Linked DNA regions of Mus musculus: all the other regions are linked to region 2. A link is a contact called in public promoter capture Hi-C and targeted proximity ligation data. All regions are on one chromosome and are shown on one strand. The core of a region is the stretch at or near the end of the contact, and the rest is flanking DNA. Distances in the headings are between cores, read along the strand shown.

Evidence for each region. Promoter capture Hi-C pulls out the DNA fragments that hold promoters and counts their contacts. Capture Hi-C pulls out chosen DNA fragments and counts their contacts.
Region 1: a contact with region 2 is called in a promoter capture Hi-C map of adipose tissue. A contact is called at or near these places in 6 of 39 promoter capture datasets (the 3T3-L1 cell line, the C10 cell line, hematopoietic stem and progenitor cells and 3 more), 5 of 484 Hi-C or Micro-C datasets (B cells, CD4 T cells, Th1 cells and 1 more), 3 of 130 datasets of targeted methods (CD8 T cells, bone marrow-derived macrophages and memory CD8 T cells) and 3 of 9 other capture datasets (adipose tissue, liver and macrophages).
Region 3: a promoter capture Hi-C map of liver shows a contact between it and region 2. A contact is called at or near these places in 26 of 39 promoter capture datasets (the 3T3-L1 cell line, 3T3-L1-derived adipocytes, the C10 cell line and 16 more), 142 of 484 Hi-C or Micro-C datasets (the 3T3-L1 cell line, 3T3-L1-derived adipocytes, the 63-12 cell line and 83 more), 44 of 130 datasets of targeted methods (the 230-238 cell line, DN3 thymocytes, the HPC-7 cell line and 28 more) and 5 of 9 other capture datasets (adipose tissue, embryonic stem cells, liver and 2 more).
Region 4: a targeted proximity ligation map of memory CD8 T cells shows a contact between it and region 2, with 77 read pairs. A contact is called at or near these places in 4 of 39 promoter capture datasets (the 3T3-L1 cell line, the C10 cell line, hippocampal neurons and 1 more), 2 of 484 Hi-C or Micro-C datasets (B cells and CD4 T cells) and 4 of 130 datasets of targeted methods (bone marrow-derived macrophages, effector CD8 T cells, memory CD8 T cells and 1 more).
Region 5: a contact with region 2 is called in a promoter capture Hi-C map of macrophages, with 9 read pairs. A contact is called at or near these places in 14 of 39 promoter capture datasets (the 3T3-L1 cell line, 3T3-L1-derived adipocytes, the HPC-7 cell line and 10 more), 1 of 484 Hi-C or Micro-C datasets (bone marrow-derived macrophages), 4 of 130 datasets of targeted methods (the HPC-7 cell line, acute myeloid leukemia, bone marrow-derived macrophages and 1 more) and 3 of 9 other capture datasets (adipose tissue, liver and pancreatic islet).

Annotation. Positions count from the first base shown.
Region 1 is chr19:11,517,157-11,519,856 of GRCm38.p6, forward strand. It overlaps Ms4a6b (membrane-spanning 4-domains, subfamily A, member 6B), which reads left to right and starts at 1,403. Exons shown (of 7, transcript NM_027209.3): 1 at 1,403-1,518.
Region 2 is chr19:11,769,065-11,771,764 of GRCm38.p6, forward strand. It overlaps Mrpl16 (mitochondrial ribosomal protein L16), which reads left to right and starts at 1,351. Exons shown (of 4, transcript NM_025606.3): 1 at 1,351-1,460; 2 at 1,738-1,803. The coding sequence starts at 1,406.
Region 3 is chr19:11,993,488-11,996,187 of GRCm38.p6, forward strand. It overlaps Osbp (oxysterol binding protein), which reads left to right. Exons shown (of 14, transcript NM_001033174.1): 14 at 1-627. Among named protein-coding and RNA genes, the nearest start is that of n-TFgaa6, 7.4 kb to the right of the region's middle.
Region 4 is chr19:11,535,479-11,538,178 of GRCm38.p6, forward strand. Ms4a4d (membrane-spanning 4-domains, subfamily A, member 4D) reads left to right here and starts at 1,316. Exons shown (of 7, transcript NM_025658.5): 1 at 1,316-1,682.
Region 5 is chr19:11,639,415-11,642,114 of GRCm38.p6, forward strand. It overlaps Ms4a3 (membrane-spanning 4-domains, subfamily A, member 3), which reads right to left and starts at 1,437. Exons shown (of 7, transcript NM_133246.5): 1 at 1,253-1,437.

The sequences.
Region 1 (2,700 bases), core at 153-2,652, 250 kb before region 2:
CTTAGTCAACAGTACCCGTTCTTGTGGAAAAAAAAAAAAAAGCCAGGTGTGCTTTGTAAAGGACCTCAATGTAACATTACATTGTTGTGAGCTTGGGCCTGAGTTCATTGCTATCTGAAAACCTTTTGTTCCAAAATTGTGCTGTGCTTCACTATGGCTAAAGTAAAACAATCTAGGCTAGACCAGCACCAGTTACAACAAAATGGGGCTGAGCTGAGTTTTATTCATCTCTTCCTAAATTGTTTTGTTGTTGCTGTTGTTGTTTTGTTTTTCCTGCCTGCTGTGAAACCTGCAGGGAATTACCACACCACAACCCTCTGATGTGACAGTGGCTCACACTGTCTCCCTAGGTTCTTTTTGGCTGACTCCAAGGAAAGAAGGAAGGAAGTTGTCAGCGTGTAGCTGTCCAGTTGCTGCAGCTGGCTCTAGTTCCCCTGTGAAGTTAATTATGTCAAAGTCAGCTTCTGAATTGTGCCTACCCAAGGGCCTGAAAGCCACAGGGACACATGTCTTCATGACTGTGTCTGGAGTGCAGGATTGTTGAAGTCATTCCTGGTGTGTTGAAACTTCTCTGCTTGCTCCTCTCCTGATCTATTACTTTTCTAGAAGTGTCCAGTAACTCCCTGGACACATCTCCTGTTAGAGAAGTCCAGTGGTCTAGAAGAAGGTTAGAAGAGATGAGGAAGGCTCTAAAGGGAGTATCAATTAACCAGCGAGTGCTGAAATCCTGTGTGCAGGGGTTTTTTTCCCCAGAGGCTGAAGAGTTACTGGGGGAAAAAGTATGAATAACAAAGTACCAAAAATACTGTAAAATGATCAATTGTTACAATTGATTATACATTACAGTGTGCTCAGTAATGTATTAGCCTATAATAAAGTAATATATCAAAATCCAAGGTCATGATTACTATTATCATACTTTACTCTGCATTGTGAAATGTTTTATTCATCAATACTACTATGACTTGCAATATCATTAGTAATCAAGAAAGTTCATTAAATAGTAGTTAGAAGGAAGACAGGTCTTTAAGAAAAACTTTCATCTTTTTTCCCTTTTTTGATTAGATATTTTCTTTATTTGTTTTTCAAATGTTATCCCCTTTCCTAGTTTCCCCTCCAAAAACTTTCTCTCATCTTAATAGGTTTTCCCAGCATGTTGCTGTTCTTTGTTTAACTCATAAACAACTAAAGTTCAAGAAAGTGAACTTGGGCATTGCATGCAGCTAGTGGGTGTTGCAACTCACTACCTCACCCCTCACTCTATCAAAACTGGTTCAATTAGTAATTTTTCTGAAGTTACTGGGACTTTCTGATATAGGAAGTACAGGCACAATAACAGTCCTCAACCTGTTAAGCACCACTTCCTGTGCAGTGAACACAGAAGAAGGAAGGGCTGGAGACAGTTACAAGTTCACAAGAAGGAACCAAGGATCAGCCTGAGAGAACCCAGAGTTAAGGCTCTTCGGGTTCCTGAGAGCTCGGCTGGAAGTGACTGGGTGACAAGGCACACAGGCTCAGGTAGGCAACCCTGAAGGGACTTCCCTCTGTGTAGCACTCTGTTTCTGGGACTGAGTTACAAGAACTTGCTGATGCTCATGAAAGCAATGGAGACACGGGGGCTCTTTAGAATTAAATGGGCAAAGGCACAGGGCATCTGGCTTACCTCTGTCCTGGCCATTTTAGCTGCATAATCTTGGTGATCACTGACATAAGGAGCAGAACTCTCAGGTCATTCACTGATTAGGCAGCCTAAGGGCTGAGAATAGCACAGAGAACAGAAGGGAGCCAAGATGAGCTCAGAAACCGATTCCCCAGGGAACATGGTCCTTCCACCTAACAAGGGCATGATTGTCAGTATCATGACAAAACTTGAAAAAAGCTTAGGACTCCAGGACTTCTCATATGGGTGCATTCAGCTGCTTCTTCACACTGAAGAGACTTAAACACAGGCTGCCCCTGGCAGGTGGGAAAATAAGGAGAGAACCAGAGTCAGAGACAGCTGTGCCGCCACACACAACTGTGTGTAGGCAACTGGTCAGTAATGAGAACTTTGCCTGTTTATTTAGCATTTATTTGATGTTGCTGTGCAAAGCATCATTACTTCCTCATATACATCAAAGTTTTGATTCTGAATTTGTTACTGATTGTGATTTTATTAATTAATGTAAAGGATTGTTTTCAAGAATAAAAACACTAGATTATGTCTACTAAAATATGATAAAATGTGAGGTGCTAATCCTAAAATTGGCACTATTAGACACACGAAACAGATGCATAGGGTTGCACGTTTTGAGTGGTACATAGCATGGATTGGAAAGCACTGAAGGCTGACTTTAGTACCTCATGGATAGCAAAGCAGCCGGACAGTGCAAGTCATTGAATAAAGACAATGCACTTGTTCTAGGTGAAATTGGGAAAGAGCCAGAGCTACATCTGACAAATTTTGTGTAAACATTTGGGCATAGAAACAGAAACCTGTGGGGATCCAGGATTTCCCTTCCTATGAGGTGTTTATTATCTAAAATCATTGTGGTGTGTTTAACATTTTGAAAAAAATAACTCCTAAATCTGAGATGTGATGGTTTTACATTTCTCTGTACCAGCAGTTTCTTCTGCCAAAGGACAGGTCAAGGATGCCCAAAGGTGCACAGTCTGGGAGGTGGGGGCAGAACTGGGAAGCATGGTTTGTTTTGTTTGTTG
Region 2 (2,700 bases), core at 101-2,600:
TATGTCCAACATTTCCAAAAGGATAATTATACATTATTTCATTTCCCTTCCTTATTAAATTATGGTGTGGTCCATTCACTAGAGCAGCCAATCCCCTTAACGACCCAGCCATCCCTCCAGCTCCTTCTCTTGGATTTCTTAAAGGAAAAACTTTGAAGACAGAACATTACCCCTCTTCTGTGAAGACAAGGCTAAATCTTGAAACCAAACTGATCATTTATAGAAACAAATTAATCCTGTTAATCTATGCCAGCTTGAGATGACCACCATACCAAACCAAAACTGAAGCAATGATCAGCCTAGACCAGGACTGCTTAATTATGCATACTTTTTAGCGGACTCCCCACTCGATGCCCCAGTTTGTCCACTAGTTAAACTTAAAGGTGCCAGGTGTGGTGGTACATGCCTTTAATCCCACACTGTGTAGGCTGAGGCAGACAGATCTCTGTGAGTTCGAGGCCAGCCTATCTACATAGTGAGTTCTAGAACAGCCAGAACTACATAGAGATTTTGTCTCAAATAAATAAATAAATAAATAAATAGCTTAAAGCTCATATCAGGGCCATGAAAATGATCTTGAATGGTCATTGGAGTCCATCATTTATTATTTCAAATGAAGCTACCTTAAATTAATGGCTTTTCGAGGTTACTTTCTTTTAATTAGCATATTAAGGACAGGTGGGACTGCAGAGATGGCTCAGCGGTTAAGAGCACTGACTGCTCTTCCAGAGGTTTTGAGTTCAAATCCCAGAAACCACATGGTAGCTCACAACCATCTGTAATGAGATCTGATGCCCTCTTCTGGTGTGTCTGAGGACAGCTACAGTGTACTTATATATAATAAATAAATAAATCTTTTTTTTTTTTAATTATAAAAGTAAAAGGACAGGTGATCGAACCCAGCCGGTTGGGAATGCCCAAGCCAGTGCTTTTACCTTGAAAACTCCAGCTACAGCTCTTTTGATAGATTTGTCAAGACCAAACTCAGCAAGCGCACAGTAAATAAGCCAATGACAAATCAATAGCATCTTTCTATGTCCCTAGAGAAGAGACATAAATGTACGGAAAGTTAAGGGAACAACTTCTTACAAAACCTCGGGCTTTCGCAGCTTTCTACACCAAGGAGAAAACCCAGAGCTGTCACTAAACAGAAAAAAACTGAGAAGACCCTCGCGGAAACTTGAAACACCTCGGGCGTGGCTTGGCCTGTGGGACCTTTAACCCGCAGATAACCTGCTCCAGAACCAGGTGCTGGAAGTTTCCTCTACTTCCGTCAGGACTCTATAAAAGGTGGGACAGGATGACGTCACTTCCTGTCTTGTGTCCGCGGGCCGGCAAAGCTCTGAACTGGGAAAAGCCACTGTTGTAGTTGAGAGAAACCTGACCCGGCAGCACACGCGTGGCCATGTGGAGGCTGTTGACGCGCGTCCCCGCGCCGCTCCTGCGGATGCACTTTTCAGGTCAGAAACCTGTTTCATCTTTTAAAAAGGCATTTCCCCGATCTTCCTCCCCACATTCCAAAGTCTATGCTTACTGCGATAGGTCCTGCGCTTTCCTTACTTCTTCCACCTCCACTATGCGGAGGCCTGGGTCCTGGTCATGTGCGGGAGACGGTGCTCCGTGAGCCTAGTTGCTTCCTTGGAAGCCCATTTAGTGGAACTCGTACCCCCGTGCTTCTAGACACCTCTGTCAGGAGTGATCAGAGTGTAACAGTAATGGTTTGATTTGTCATTGTAGATTCTTGGGCAGCCCTTCCCACCAGTGCTGGTCTGAAGACGCTCCTCCCAGTTCCAACTTTTGAAAGTGAGTACCTGTCATTTCCACTTATTTTTCTCTGAGAAAAGGCATCGAAGGTGTGTTTGTGCTTCCTCCCTCCGTTGAGTGATTCAACAGATATATGTAAGGAAGGCAAACTGCAGCGAAGTCCCTCGATGTTGCAAAGCAGATAACTATTGGGCTAGTTCCCAGGCATCCTACCACTGATGTGTGGCCCATGATCTACCCAGTCAGCACTAACTGGGCATATATCAGATTTTTTTATCTTCTAAATAATAGTACAGATATGCAGACACTTAGCAATAGTAGCCAGGTGCTCTGCAGTCCTGTACATCTAACTTTTTAATGTACTAAAATCTCCAAAACTGCAAATGGCCTAGACATCTGAGGGTCTTCGGCACATAACTGTTAAACTACTGTGTGGGCTGGAGCAATGGCTCAGCAGTTAATAACACTTGTTGCTCTTGCAGAGAACCCAGGTTCAATTCTCAGAACCCACAAGATTGTTCATAACCATCTGGGACTCCAGCTTCAGGGGTTCCTACATCCTCTTCTGCACATTAATACATGCAGACAAAACACTCCTAACATTTTTGATAAATAAGGTGCTGTGTGTGCTTAGAAGTGCATACTAACTTGCAGATGTAAGAACGTATTACCAGGTCTCACAGTAGCTGCCCATAGAAGTCAGTGAAGGGAGAGTAGTTTTTGTAACTTGGAACAGCAACTTTATTATTCCATTAATGATCTGATGGCCCTTTGAGGCTTCCTGTTTTGTTTATTCTATCATGGAGCCATTCTTTCTCATATTTAATTTTTTTTTTGAGTCACAGTTGTTTTCCCCAGGATGTCATATAGAGGATAGTGACAAGAAAAATCCTACTTTGTAAGTTTACCAAGAAAAATACAACAGAAGGTTTTTTT
Region 3 (2,700 bases), core at 139-2,638, 220 kb after region 2:
GCTGGCACTGGCACCCTCCCTTTTTCTTTATTAGTTCTAGTTTCCTGTTCAGAAATGTAGCCCTTGTGCAACCCACCCTTGGTTGAGGGTCATAAATTGAGGTGCCTTCCTTGTGTACTTTTTGTTAGTGTTTTTGTTTTTGTTCCTTAACTGTTGAGCCTCAGCCAGTGTGGGTCCTTGGGGAAAATAACCATTCCAGAGGAAGCTATCCCTCCAGGGAAATTGGATTTTACTGGGTAAATTAGTATTTTCAGTCCGTTCCCACTGACTCTCCTTCCTTAGATAAAATGATCAAAGATTGAGCACTAGGGAATTTCCTCCTAAGAAGGCTTCCCCAGCACAAGGGGTTACTCCAGGGAGGCCCATAAAATGGGCGCCGTCTCGGAGGCTTTGGATAGAATGGAAATTTCCCAAGGAACCTCTGTGCTTTCCCCTTTCCCTCTATCTGCACTACATTTCTAGCTTGATTCCCAGATCCCTGCTAATGGAAGAAGCTTAGAAGTCCTGAAGATGGAATAAAGTCACATGAAAGCAAAATAAGACTATATATATATTTTCAGTTTTTTTGCCTTATTGCTTTTTTTCAAAAAAAAAAAACTACTAAATTAAATAATTTTTAAAAAGCTATATTGTCTGATTTGCTTCTACTCCTAATAGTCAGGAAATAGTGGTGGACAGAGGGAGACCTGGCCAGTGATGATTTGCTCTGTGTGGGAACTTTATTTTATGTATATGAGTGTTTGGCCTGAGAGTAGTGTGTATGTGTACTGTGTGCATGCCTGGTGGCCACAGCAGCCAGATGACTGTGTGGAAAGGTGAGTCAACATGTGGGTCTGGGAACCAAACTGAGGGTCTCTTGCAGAGCAGCAAGTGCTCTTAATGGCTAAGCCATCACTCAAGCTCCTATAGTCCAGTTCTTCACCATTGTTCCAGGCTGTGTGTCACATCCTGCTGCTAAAGTGCTTGACTGTCTTCACAGGCCTGGATGGCTAGTGCCCTTCCTTTCTTTTAAAGCTCTGCCCCAAAGACTGGAGTTTTCAGATCTCAAGTCAACAAAATAAGCTGTTATCAGAGATTGTTTTTGTACCAGGTTTGGGGAAACCACCCGATTATTACTACAAGATTGGAAGTTAAATTTTGTAAAGTTTTGTTATTTTGTTTGCTGGCAAGGTGAAAAGCAGAGCAGTAGGTTTGAGGCATTCCTGACAGTCCTGTTAGACCTCAAGCACCATCAGTTTAATTCCAACATTAGGGTCAGTCAAACAGCAACAATGTTTAATGATCCCTCTCTGATCTAATAACATGACATGACCTGGAATGTGGATCCTGAGGGTCAGGATCCAACATGATTCACCATTATGACTCAGCAAAATTTCAAATCAATACATTCAGAGACCTTCAAAGTCCAAAACTTAGGGAAATACAGGCTTTCACCACAGATGGTTCACCATGCTGTCTTAGGCAAATAGGAGTGAGTTTGGCATTTACCATTCTGTTTGAATTCCCCAGCCTTCATTTCCACAGAGTTGAAAAGCAGCAGTTTTCCGACCTGTGGGGCAAGAAGAGATGACAGTGAGGTGGAAGACAGCCAGCCACTGTTCCCTACAGTTGAAAAGGAATAAGGACAGAGCCTTCCAGAACTCTCAATCTGTGGCATGTCAAGCAGTATCAGTGACCTCAAGCAAGAAAGTGTACCTACCGGAGCACTGCTTGTACCACAACACTGCTGGACTTTATACCCCAGTATTCCCAAGTTCTCCCAGGAGGACTATGCACTATGCAAAGGCCGTGGTCCTTACTCTACAACATTCGCCAGATCTTGAAGGAGGCATGTTTCTATCGGCTTTTTGCCGACAGTACAGTCTCCAGCATGATGACCTAGCTGCTTCTCCTTCATTTATAAAAAGCAATCACATACACACATTCAACAAACTTGCTCATCAGCCATATACTTCAAGGATTTCCACTATAGGGTCAGTAAAACAAAGTCTCAAAGAGTGGCACAGAAAATCTTCAGATTTGGTTCATTATAGATGTACATTTATGGAACAAAATTCAGAACCTCCAGGTGAACCCCAGTGAATCCTAGCCATGGGGACATGGAGAGGAAAGGATAGTCCAAGGTCATTGTTGGCAACATAGTGAATGTGAGGCCAGCTTGGGTCTCATGAGACCCTGCCAAAACCAGTATGAAACACACTTGTCCACCCTTCTTTCCCCACTGGAAGCATTCTGAGCCTTGTGTAGTTTCTGAAGCTCCTGTTGTAAACCATAGTCCCACCACCCTTACAAATCACAGCTGCTTTGGTCATTGTTCCATCAGGAAAGGAGCTGAGTGGTCACATGAGGGGTCTTCAAAGGACAGATCCTAAAGAGCTCCAGGGCTGTGGGTCCAGAATGCCACTGAGTGTGTACACGGCCTGGGATTTGACACCCAGCACTGTGATCAATTAAGTAGAACCCTCCATAAATAGCCTGTAGAGGTCATGACCTATGAGCTTGACCAGGTGATTTTAGAGTTACTAAACACAAGTTCATTCTAGAATATGGCTGGAACATTTTCTTTGTTTCATTCACTCAACCTCAGTCATTAAGCATTTACCTGAGCCTGATATCTAACTGATTTGGAATACAAATAGCAGAAAAGAGATTAAGTAAGCAGCCAATTACAATCAAGTTTGACAGGTGGTGTGAGGCACT
Region 4 (2,700 bases), core at 66-2,565, 230 kb before region 2:
TATCAAACTGAATCCCATTAACCTGTATAACATTTGATAATTTTTAGAATGACAACTAAAAATATAAAGAAAGACTGGATCAAAGCAGAAAAGTGCTCTAGACAGGATTCTTCCTTGTTTCTAAGTTTCTCTAAGTTTGATGCCTACATCTCAGCTCTACTAATTCACAGGGTCAGCCCAGTTCACAGTATCCCATGCCATTTAAGCTGCACAGCCCGTGTTTATGTTACTACGTGATTATACAGAAAACTTACAATCTTGTCATTTATGTCAGTTAAAAAAAAAAAAAACTTAATCAGGAAGCTTTTAACAGATATTTCACTGTCTTTTCTTCCCAAACATAATACCCTTTGATTCCTAAGTATTCACATTTGTCAGCTATAAATTTTGACTCAAACATAGAAAATTCTAGGTGTCATGAAGATATATGGGGCTAGAGGAGGTGCAGGTCTATGGGCAGCTGTCATCATGTGCTCATGTATGTGCTGTGTCTCTGCACAGGTACTGGTGGACATATCTCCACTGAACAGAACCTCTCTACACATGCTCTATATCCTGACTACGAGGAGGTGGCACCTCACCTCTTTAACTTGACCTAACATTGTAGTGTGCCAAACCTGCTCTTTGCCCACTTTACCATCTAGAGGGTCTGTGTCTGGGTGTAGTGTCTTATGTTTTTTTCACAATAATAAATGCAATGAATTTGTTGGTGTCAACTTTCTGCATTCCCTTTCTGTATCCTCAAATATGATTACCCCTTAACTCAGAAAATGAAATATTTAAATTATCCTAATAAAATTAGCTAGAGAGCAGATAAAGAAGATGAAATCAACAAGTTGTTGAACATGTTTTCTTTTCTCCATTGTATGGTTTTGGCTTCCTTATCAAAAATCAAGTCCCCACAGATGTGTGAATTTATATCTGGGTCTTTGGTTGATTCCATTGATCTATGTGTCTGTCTTTATACCAATACAGTTTTTATTCACTATAGCTCTGTAGTACAGCTTGAGGTCAGGGATGGTTATTTCTCCTGAAGTTTTGTAGTTCAGGAGTCCTTTGACAAAATCTAACACCCCTACATGTTTAATTATTGGGGAAGTCAGTGATACAAGCCACATACCTAAATATAATCAAAGCAATACACAGCAAGCCAATAGACAATATCAAACTAAATGAAGAGAAACTTAAAGCAATTCCACTAAAATCAGGGACAAGTCTGCAATCAAGCCAAGGACATTCCCTGTGGGATCAGCCTGAGCTCCCCTCTCTTCCCGAGACCCCGCCCAGATTCCTTTCTCAGCTCTTTCGCAACTTCCAGCTGCGCCTGGACTTCCAAGGGAACCCCACAGCCCGGGCTTCATCTCAGGCCTGGGGACCTCCGAGCCTGTTCTGGCTGTCCCCCGCACCTCTGACTGTGCTTTCCCACTTTCTGAGCATCTTCTCAGGGCTTCCCTAAGGCCCAACAGGAGCCTGGACAGTGTGGGGTAAGCTCAGACAACTCCAGCATCTGCCATCCAGCATCACACATCCAACATCCTACATCCTGCCTCCCTGAGTGGCCCTGCCCTGTGACAGCGGGACCCAAGGACTCTACAACTGGCACTACCATCGTGGTGAAAACCCAGCTCAAGCATACCCACAAATAGAGTCCCACATCGAAACTCCACCACATTACTCAAGGAGTAAGTAAACTCTGACCTAGTTCAAAAGATATCTCTCTCTCTCTCTCTCTCTCTCTCTCTCTCTCTCTCTCTCTCTCTCTCTCTCTCTCCCTCCCCCTCTCCCTCTCCCTCCCCCTCTCTCTCTCTCTCTTTCTCTCTCCCTCTCCTCCCCCCTCTCCCTCCCCCTCTCCCTCTCCCTCTCCCTCTCCCCCTCTCTCTCTCTCTCTCTCTCTCTCTCTCTCTCTGACTTTTCCTGGCCAGCTTCCCCCACCCCGGCCCCTTTGACTCTTAGCTACACTCTCCAAATCTCATTTTGACCTAACTAGCTGGCTGCCAGCCTCCACTCTCTGCCCCTCCCCCAACACCACAGCAAGGGCTACTATCCACTCTCTGCCCCTCCCCCAACACCACAGCAAGGGCTACTACACAGTAACAGAGCTGCTTCAAAGAGCAGGGCCAGCCCTGAGATCTCTGCTTCTCCTGCTTGCCAGCCCAAGCCCAACCTCACACCCCCTGCATGTCAAAAAGCTAGATTCTCACTCAAATGTATAACTGGCAATGTTCTCGCCCATTCTAAGGGCTTCCTAGTCACCTGGCCCAGTTGACTGTTTCCTTAGCTATGCTTTCTAGTTTTGTGAAGCTCTGTTTGTCAATTGTTGGTCTTTAATCTTGGATATCCATATGGACGCCTATTCAGAAGGTCCTTTCCTACACCTATATCATCTAGGTTACTATTTTTTTTTTTCTAGCAGTTTCAGTGTTTTAGGTTCCAAGGTTAGGTCTCTGATCCATTTGCAATTAGTTTCTGTGCAAAGTGATAGGGCTCTATTTTCATTCTTCTGCATGTAGACTTTCAGTTTTCCAGCACCATTTATTGATGATACCTTCTTTTCTCCAGTTTATGTTTTGTCATCTTTGTCAGGTATTAATTGGCTGAGGTTGTGTGTGTTCATATTTGAGCCTTTGTTTTTATCCCACTGGTCTACACATCTGTTTTTGTTCCAGTATCATTCAGTCTTTCTTGCCGTGGCTCTGTAAT
Region 5 (2,700 bases), core at 187-2,686, 130 kb before region 2:
AGTATTTTTTAGTGTCACAGAAGAGTTCATCTTGTCCACGCATCAGGATTGCTCTTCTGAGGAGGGTCTGAGTTCCAGAAGTCACACCCTGCGCCTTGCCTTTATACCCTAAAACTATTCTCTTCACAAAGCAAATCCTCTCTCCCCACTACAACTTGGCCTGGATACTGCCAAAATCAAGCTTTCAAAAAACCCTTTTAGTCCTGGCCTAGTCTGAATGGTGAACCCTTTCTTCATGTTCTGGGAATCCCTTCAGCACAAGTTCCACACACCTCAGGCTGAGCTTCAATTTTAAAGGTGCTTGCATCTCTCTGTGTGCTCATCTGCCTCACTGCCTCACAGTTCATATATATCTAATACAAACTTTATAAATAGCCATGTTTAAGAATAATAATAGAAAATCCATTAGCAGGCACTGGGTCTTCATGCTGAAAACACCACACAATGGCTTTGGAGGTCTGACACATTGTTGAGCTTTTTAGAAAAGAATTGAAGGTAAGCTCCAGCCTTCAGGTAAAGCAAGCCATGTTCTACAAAATATAGTCAATTTGGCTTTTAAAAGAAATCTAGAAATTGTAGGCTTCCTAGTGTCCCACTAAGGAGTTCATCTCCCCAGCTCTATCTGTGTAGAACACTTCTGGGTGTTTTACTCATGTCAACCAATTCAGTTTGCAAAACATCTATTGGAATGTGTATTGTCATTATGACACTTTCCATTTTACAGATGAGGAATCTAAGAAATAGAGCATTAAATAACATTCCCAAGTCCACCTGGCAGGGATCTGAGAAGTTAAGGGTCAAATCTGCCTCTAATTATCACCACACTCTTATGCACTCAGGCAGGATCTCCCTCACAAAACTTATCATTCAGGCCACCTCTCATAGCTAGACCTGGCCACCAAACTCAGAGGCAGCCTCTTAATATGTCAAAATGTGTGTGTGTGTGTGTGTGTGTGTGTGTGTGTGTGTGTGTGTGTGTGTATGTGTGTGTGTGCGCGTGCGTGCCTGACTGCCTGCCTAACATTGGTCTATCCATGTCTACATTTTCCAAATATATTATGCCAAAAATCATGGCACCGGGTTACCAGGCGCCAGGTAATATCTGCATTCCAAAGACATTTGTCCACACAGCTAAAAATTCCAAACCTCTACTGAGAAATGAAACAGAAGACTTTTATCCCAAGAAAGCCACCCTTAGCAGACAGAAAAATGAAGAGATGATTCCAATGGAGAAAGGTCTGGTAGGGTTTACCTTGAAGAATTCAGGATTTGACAAGTCCTTCCCCTGCAAGTCCAACTCATTACAGAAGAGGAGACAGTAATGACCACCAGAGTCTGTCCCCCAAAACCAGCAGTCTCTTCCTCCTCAGGCTTAACGAATCTCTTCTTTGTGCAATTCCTCAGCAAGTCCAGTGGAAGTGGTTTTGCTGGCTGCCTGAAAGGTGTGCTAATAACACTCCTATTTGAGGGCACTAATGGCCCACCCACTTCCCCAAGTATACCATTAAGAAGGAAGCTGGTATATGGAGCCATCAGCATCTGGCTCTAAGATGTTGCTTCACACATTATTGGAGCAAGAAATAAAAGCAGAACAAGGGGCTAAGTCAGTGGGAAGGTAGAGTGGGATGGGGGAGAATAAGTCTAGCTATGTAAAAAAAAAGTGAAGCCAGGCAGAATGAATAGTGTTGGGAAGGGGAACAACATATTGTGGCCATTAAGGGACTGAGTTTACATAACGTATCAGTGATGTTGCTAAAACTGTTTTTATAGAAATTATAATGTTTAATCCTCTCAGGCCAAGCAAGGTTAGTTCATTTGTCATAAATTAAGACAATGGTAATTTAAATATATTGCGTTTACATCAACTGTCACTTGCTGTTCAATTTGCTTCAGGGTGCATCCATTTCTTCCATCCTTGGGATAACCCATGACCTAAATACCACTACTGAATCAATGTAATGAAAGACAAAACTGACATAGAGGAGATAATCAGATTCTCTCATATTTATCCAGATGTATTGGTCTGTTGTCTGATAGTATAAGAGAATGCCACTGACAGGGTGGGTTATAAAGAAGAAGAGTTTATTTTTCTCGTGGCCATAGAATCTGAAAAGTCCTGTGCCAGAACACTAGCACTTCTGAGGGCTTTCATGTCACACCATAGAATAGAGGGAGTGAGGGAGAACACTTGAGAGAAAGCAGAGGGCAGACACTCATAATTAGACATTTAGGGTTGCCTGGGATATGAATTATGACTCTGGTTACCTCTGTGAGAGAGTTCCCATAAGCATTTAACTTAGAAGATGAATCCTGAATATGGAATTCAAAATCCCATGGCTTTGGACTGGATGAAAAAGGAACCGTGAGCTGAGTGAGCACTCATCTGTCTGCTTCCTGACTGCAGAGAGTGTGACCAGCCCATCACATACTCTGCTGGCAGGGCCAGAGCAGCCCTTGTCACCACCCCTCCCTTCAAATTGGAAATAGGCATAAAGCTTTCCTACGTTCATTTAGTCTGGGTTTTTTTTTTGTCATAGCAATTTAAAAACAAACAAACAAACAAACAAAGGCAAATTTCATCCTCTATTAGGAACGATTCTGACTAGACCTCACTCTAATGTTAACAGTGATAAAAGCAGCCCATGCCCCATGTTCTGGGAGTACAAAAATGAATGACAGTCCTCCAGTGTCTTACCTTGG